Linked DNA regions of Sus scrofa: region 1 is linked to region 2. The links are chromatin contacts, called in public HiChIP or PLAC-seq maps. All regions are on one chromosome and are shown on one strand. The core of a region is the stretch at or near the end of the contact, and the rest is flanking DNA. Distances in the headings are between cores, read along the strand shown. Region 1 holds the start of SMC6 (structural maintenance of chromosomes protein 6). Region 2 holds the start of TTC32 (tetratricopeptide repeat protein 32).

Region 1 (3,624 bases), core at 153-2,652, 1.8 Mb after region 2:
ACCTCCCAACTGTGTTTCCCATCTTGTACCAGCAAGGACCACTTAGGCCAGATGCAGTGTTTTCATTTATTTTGACTATGTCATATGTGCAAGGGCTACAACGGAAACATGTATTTGATTATCTTTAGAAAAAATATTTTTTTCCAGAAATTGCATTACTGAAGACCAAAAGTTTGACATCAGTTGCTATGGGGGTGTTCTCGGGTAGCCGTAAATACCACTTGCTTCCATCCAGAAAGGAAGGTTTTTGAACTATAGAAAATAGTTTACTTAGCTAGGTCAGCATGCACGTAAAGAACCTAAAGACAAGCAGTAGGTTAATTTCACATTGAGAAGGCGCTGAAAGCTAAGCCAAGGAACTTAAACTTCTTTAGTTCCGATATTTATTGAGAGCTTTTAAAACGTAGGAACGCGCAAGGGAAAGAATGACTGTAAATAAACAACCACAATGCCTTAAGAAAAAGAACACCCCCAAGTGTGCCTAGGAGGATCAATGAAAGCTCGCCCAGATGGCCTTGAACCAGGCGTGGGAGTTTGCACTACGGTCCCCGGGGAAGGACATTCCGGACCCAGCGGCCTCGGCCCTGTCGGGGAGAGCGTGGAGCCGCGGTGGACACTTCCCACGCTTGGGGGGAGAACCAAAGGGGCGAGGTGTCTCCAGGCTCGGAAAGCAGAGCCAGATCCTGGCTGGGAGCTTCGGGGCCATTGTCCTAATGGACTCAAAAGAGAGCCGCCGACGGTGTCTTTGGAGGAGGGGCGGGAGCGACGGGGACGCGAACACAAAGCTCGCCCCCAACCCAGACTGTAAAGGAGCCAGTGAAAGGACCCGGGCGGCGCCGTTTCACCACGGTTCTGCGGGACTTACCCCGGACAACCCTTTCTCCTGGGTTTTGAAAGACGCCCTTCCGTCATTTGCCAGTTTGGCCTGAATCTTAATTATTGCTGCCTCCAAATTTCTAAACTTTCTCTTCTTAAAAATAAAAAGAAAGAAAGAAAAGGAAAAACTTGCTCTTTCCTTTCCCGAGCAAAGATTAACGTTTAGGGCTTAGCACCCAGACCCGGAAAGCTCCTGGAAGCACTTTGAATTCGGCGCCTTCTCCCACGCGGCCCCGCCTCTTCCAGGAAGTGACAGTCCTCTTTCCGCAAACGCTGCCGCACTCTCCGCTTTCCTGGCTCCCAGCCGTCTGCAGTACGCATGCGTGGAACTGTAGTTTGGGGGGGCTTCGAGCTTTCTCCCCCTCTCACCCAGGGAAATCGCCCGCCCTGCCCCCCCGCCGCGTCCCGCAGTTGCCGAGGACCGCGCGGCTACCAGCTTTCCTCATCCGCCCAGAGCCACTTCCGGTCCCCTCCTCTTACGCTCCAGTGGCGCGAAAACTCCGAACGGCGCACGCGCGGGCGGAGTCCCGGCGGGAGGGGGGGCGGGGCGCAGGCGCGGAGCGTCCCGCGGTGGGCGCCGGGGCGTCCGGGCTCCTGCCTTCTCCCTCCGCGGGCTCGCCGTACCCGCCGCGCCAACTGCGGTCGGCTGATGCCGAGACGCCCCTAGGGGGGCTTTAGCGTCCTGTTGCGCCGCGACATCCCCGCCGACCGGTTTCCTAGGGGAGACATCGACTTGTTTGAGGTAGGGTGAGGGCGCGCGCAGTCGTCCTCCCTTGCTCCGGATCCATTCCCAGTCACTGCCCTCTTCGCTGGCGTCCCCCAGCCCACCTGGTGGCGGCCGGGTCAGCGGTGCTGTGACGAGGTCCTCGGGGTCGCTGGCGCCCGGGCGGGCTGGCCCATGGGCCGGCAGGGGTCTTTGCCTTCTCTTCGCAGGCGACACGGGTCCCTTCTGCCGCGGGAAACTTGCCCGGGTCCGCTGGGCCCCTCCGTCGGGCGGCTCTAGTGGCGAGGCTTGCAAATCCCGGCTCGGGCTACGGGACCCGGCTCCCGGCCCCACATGGCCCTTTGCCTTTGACTTGCGTGTAGGGGGAAAGGAGTGAGGGTGGGTTGGAGAATTGGGCGCTTAACAATCTGATGATACCGTACAAGTAGCAACTTAAGTATGTTTAAGAGATGTGTAAATATCACTTCAATTTGATTTGTGGTTAAATTCCAGTTTCATGAAAACGGAGACTGCATTATCTAGAAAAATTGGGTTGTGGTGTTTGGAGGTTTGATGGCATTTATTTTCCCTTATTTTCTTGTAGAAATGAATTGGAAAAGAATCACTATTGGGAATCGAGAAACACAGTCAGCACTCAAGGGTGGAGAAAGGGCTGTAGGACTGATAGAGCTTGAGAGGATACTGTGATAATTCCTAGAAAAACAACTGTTTGGTGTTTAAACCCTGAAGACAGAATTTATGTGAGCGCTCACTACTCTGTATTTCACGAGTAGGAGATTAAAAGCGAATTTTTGAAAGACGGTCATTCTAGAATGTATGTTCAAAAGAAAAAAAATCCAAATTCCCTGACTTTTAGACGGCTGTTGTGTAGTCTTTTAAAATATTCAGTGTCCTGTGCATTGGCCTGCAGATCGTTCCATGAGTGCGTGGGTGGGGAGGGAGAGTCTTAGAACTTCTACTTAGGTTTACTTTGTCTCATTCTCTTACTGTGTGAAGTATGCAGAGTTATAATTTTCTGGGGGAATTTGTATTAAACAGTTTTTTTTTTTTTCTTGAACGGCTATCAGTGCAAAAAAGTTTGGAGATTACTAGAATATTGCTTTAAAATATGTTCTTGTGTTTATAAGATAGAACCAGTGTTGTGTGACCCTGGACTAGTTGGTACCACCTCTGCAAATTTCAGTTCCTATTCTGTAACTTGAGAAGCTAACATAGTACCTAACTCACAGCATTCTTAAATATCTTGGGGCAAGGGGCAGAGAGAGTAATAATTTTATCTCTGTATCTACCTATGGTTAGTGTGAAGTATTAGAATTGAGCCTGGCAAAAAGTCAGTACAAATGGCATATTAAAGTGGTTATGCCGAAAGACCAGTTTTAGTCCCAAAAGTTTATTTTACTGAATACATTTAACTGAGTTCCTGGATGTAGAATTTTGTATAAAACTTGACTAAATATTGACTATCATTTTTAGACCTAAGTTAGGAAAATTAATCATGGCTGTACTTGGCTTATTTTCAGGAATTAATATCTCAAAATTTTACCATAATAGTATGCGTTATATTTAAGGCATAATTAAATGTCACAAATACAACCCCCCCCCCAGATGACTGAGAGTCAAGAGTAGACACTTACCTTCATGTTAGTATTTTTGGTTCACTGGCTAATGAGATACATCTTTCTCACTCAACAACACACTTTCCCTGGTGACCAGATTCAAAATACTTTCTGTGGCTTTCTTAGCTCTACTCTCAAATCTACTGCAGGGTATGTTTTACTGCCTACTGGCCTATCTCAGTATCCTAGGAGCACTTCAAACCCAGTGTTTTCAAACAAAATGAATGTATTATTTATCCTTCCTTCTTACCAAATTTGCTCAGTCTGCTGATACTGGTGTTTAGGGTTAAGAGTGAAGGTTGTTTCTGAAAATTAAAGGCAATAAAATTTATAAAGCAAGCCCATCGTTTTAATTGGCTTGAAGAGTAACATTAGAGGGATACATCACATTAGAATTCTTTCTGTAGC
Region 2 (3,579 bases), core at 112-2,611:
CATTTACTGAAAAGACTGTCTTTATGCAAATCCACACTGTTTTGATTACTGTTGCTTTGATAAGTTTTTAATTCAGTGTGAGTCCCAAACTTTATTCTTTTTCAAGATAGTGACACCATGGGATCCTTAACCCCCTAGGTCACCAGGGAATTCCTCAAGACTGTTTTGGCTATTTGGAATCCATCCCTTGGAATTTCTTATGAATTTTAGGATAGATTTTTATATTTCTGTAAAAATACCATTGGGATTTTGATAGGCATTCCATTGAATCTGTAAATTGCTTTAGTATGAACAAGGGATGTCTATTTATGGCTTTAATTTCCTTCATCAACAATTTGCAGTTTCATTATACAAGTCCTTCTCTCCTTGGTTAATTCCTATGTATTTTATTTTTTAAGGTAATTTTATTTTATTTATTATTAATATTATTTTTGCCTTTTAGGGCTGCATCCATGGCATATGGAGGGTCCCAGGCTAGGAACTAATCAGAGCTACAGCTGCCAGCCTACACCACAGCCACAGCAACGCAGTATCCGAGCTGCATCTGCGACTGCATCTGCGACCTACACCACAGCTCAAACCAACGCTGGATCCTTAACCCACTGAGCGAGGCCAGGGATCGAACCCACAACCTCATGGTTCCTAGTCGGATTCGTTCTGCTGAGCCACTACGGGAACTCCTAAACAGTTCAGTCAATTCCTATACTATTCTGGAGGTTTTAAAAGGTTGAGAAATTTGCAGTCTACGGCCTTGGAGTTAATAAAAGGTTGAGTCTGAAATAAGACTCACGACTATGGGACACTAAGCTCCTGGAATTTCAACACAAAATGTCTCAATGTAATCCAGCCGACTGAAAATACCGTCTAGAGGGCGGACGCAGAACCAGAAAAGTGCTGCGATAACAGTAACTCCACGGGCCGTTTAGCCATTCGTAAAACAAACCAAGGTCTTTTACGCTCCCAGCACGATCAGCCACTGCACCCCGCATCCTCCACCATTCGCTGTAACAACGGGCAAAGCTTCTTGCAACTTCTGACCACGGTCTTAGAAACCAGTCTGGAGCTGCCGATCTACTGCTTCTCTGGAAACGAGGCCAGCGGAAGCACCACTCATCAACAAAACCGCACTTTACAGAAGTGTCTCTGTCCGCACAAGTTTTAAAGTTTCTGAGCCCTCCGGGGGCGGTGTCACTGATCTCGCGAGAAGACGGGTCCGCGGAAGGTACAAACTTCCCCCCTGCTTGCTCCGAGGTTTTGCCTACGCGATAAATTCCGGGGTGGGGGAGTGGCCTTGTGGTGCTGCCTCTAGTCGCTCAGAAATCACCCTCAGTTCTACAAGGAAAGCTAGGTCTCCGACTACTATGGAAGGGCAGCAAGGGCAAGAAAGCCCCGTAACCCTCGCACGTGCCCAGGTCATTTCAAGAAAGGCGAATATGCGGAGGCCGAAGCACTGTACTCCGCTTACATTCGCCAGTGCGCCTGTGCGGGCTCCGAGGGAGCGGCGCCCTGGAGGTAAATATCGCGAGATGTGGGGGTGCGGGGTCTCCGCTAGGTGGGAGTAGCCTGGGTTGTCTGATCTCACCACTCAAGGGTACCTCGGGCATTCGTTTAGTTTCCCGAAGGGCGGTGAAGGGAGTATCCTGGCCCGCGGCCCCTCGCGTTCCTCTGGGACACCCACCGGGGAGTCAGAGCACGGGGGTACCGGCTGCCTTTCAGCTTGAGTGTCTTCATTCCTTGTTACTCTGATCCGGTCTTAGAGCGGATAGCGCTTTTCCAGCTGTCATTTTAACAAGTGGGGTATCTGCGACCTGGTGAGGGCGCGATGCCACGGGTGCCACGCTCGCGCACAAAGTACCGCGACTTCAACCACAGCATCACAGCAGGTGTTTTGTTTTTCACTAATGAAAATAAATTTAGTATGGAAATAGTATAATGGACCTCCAGGTAGCCATCACTGGGCTTAAACATTAGTTCATCCCGGACATAATATTATGCATCCATGGATGTTTCAGGATACATTGTTAGATATTAAGGATTTACAAGGACCTAACCTCGGCATTGGTATCACATATCAAATATCAAATATCCAGCTTTAGAGCTTTCCTGATTGATCCGTAAAATTCTTGCTTTGTTGGTTTGTTTTTAGCTGTTGGTTCCAGTTGGGATGCACATCAAATTCACTGTATAGGGCTCGCCTTCGTTTTTCTGCCTTGCAGTTGATTTGGTGAGGAAACCGAATCATGTGTCCCCAGAGTTTCCCCTATTTCGGATTTGCAGTATTCATCCCCCGATGTCATTTAATAGGGCCCTCTGCCTCCTACATGGCTTGTGAGTTGGTAGTTAAATCCTGAGGTTGACCCAATTCAGATGCAGAGTTGTGGTGAGAGTACTGTTAGAAGTGGTGCTGTGTACTTCCAACAGAGAGCGTGGAATGCCTGTCTTTTTTGTGATGTTAGCAACCTCACCTGCTAATACCTGCTTTCCCAAAGAATCTCAGATTGATGCTTGAAGGTGTAACATTTGCTGTGCTCCAAGTTTTGCTGTGGTTGTTCTTGTTGATGGTGTTGAGTGGTCGGATGAGAAGAGAGAACAAGGAGGGTTTGAATGAACAGCTTTTGACAGTTTCGTGTTGTCTGCATTATCACTCTCCTTTTCCCTCAAGGATTTGACTTTTCTTGACAGGATGTCAGCTTGTCTTATTCCGTTTTTGTTTGTTGTTTTTTTTTTTTTTTTTTTTTTTTTTTTTTTTTTTTGGTCTTTTCTAGGGCCATACCTGAAGCATATAGAGGTTTCCAGGTTAGAGGTGGAATTGGAGCTGTAGCCGTCAGCCTACACCAGGGCCACAGCAACGTGGGATCCGAGTCGCATCTGTGACCTACACCACAGCTCAGGGCAATGCCGATCCTTAACCCCACTGAGCAAGGCCAGGGATCGAACCTGCAATCTCATGGTTCCTAGTCAGATTCATTAACCATTGAGCCACCACGGGAACTCCAGCTTGTCTTATTAGTATGTAGCTTGAGATTCTTCTCCTGTTTGTTAAACTTACATAGGATTAAAGAGAAAATTAAATGACTTTTTCATTTCAATAATACCCTAGAATAATAGTTAATAGAAGTTTTGAAACAAGCAGTAAAATAGTATCACCCCCTGCGCCCCCCCAAAAATTATAACATTTTCTTTTAATATCTAAAAGTGCAGCCTTAGCCATAAACCCAATTTCCAAAAAAGTTAGTAAGCATAGAAAATGTAGTTTTCAGCTCTTGTTTCGAGTTCTAGAAATAAACTTATCTAGTAAGTTTAAATTTTTTTAATTTAAAAATTTTTATTGAAGTGTATTTGCTGTTCAATATGATGTGTACAGTATAGTGCTTGACAGTTTTAAAGCTTATAGTCCATTTGCAGATATTATAAAATACTGGCTATTATAAAATTGTCTAAAATATTGGCCATGTTGTACAATATATTCTTGTAGCCTATTTTATACCTAATATTTTGTACCTCTCGGTCCCCTACCCTTGTGGCTCCCCTCCGCCTTTCCCTCTCCTCAGCGGTAACCATTGGCTTTTTTCTTCTGTG

The links. HiChIP or PLAC-seq counts read pairs in DNA pulled down with a chosen protein or histone mark.
Region 1: an H3K27ac HiChIP or PLAC-seq map of alveolar macrophages shows a contact between it and region 2. The contact joins the promoter of SMC6 here to the promoter of TTC32 in region 2. A contact is called at or near these places in 2 of 5 promoter capture datasets (fetal skeletal muscle and liver) and 1 of 2 datasets of contacts at active chromatin or transcription factors (alveolar macrophages).

The regions. Positions count from the first base shown.
Region 1 is chr3:120,095,959-120,099,582 of Sscrofa11.1, forward strand. It overlaps SMC6 (structural maintenance of chromosomes protein 6), which reads left to right and starts at 1,403. Exons shown (of 27, transcript XM_003125342.4): 1 at 1,403-1,618. GEN1 (flap endonuclease GEN homolog 1) reads right to left here and starts at 1,347. Exons shown (of 14, transcript XM_005655263.3): 1 at 866-1,347.
Region 2 is chr3:118,271,752-118,275,330 of Sscrofa11.1, forward strand. It overlaps TTC32 (tetratricopeptide repeat protein 32), which reads left to right and starts at 1,362. Exons shown (of 4, transcript XM_003125338.3): 1 at 1,362-1,410; 2 at 1,413-1,512. The coding sequence starts at 1,362. WDR35 (WD repeat-containing protein 35) reads left to right here. Exons shown (of 29, transcript XM_021087811.1): 27 at 1-1,512.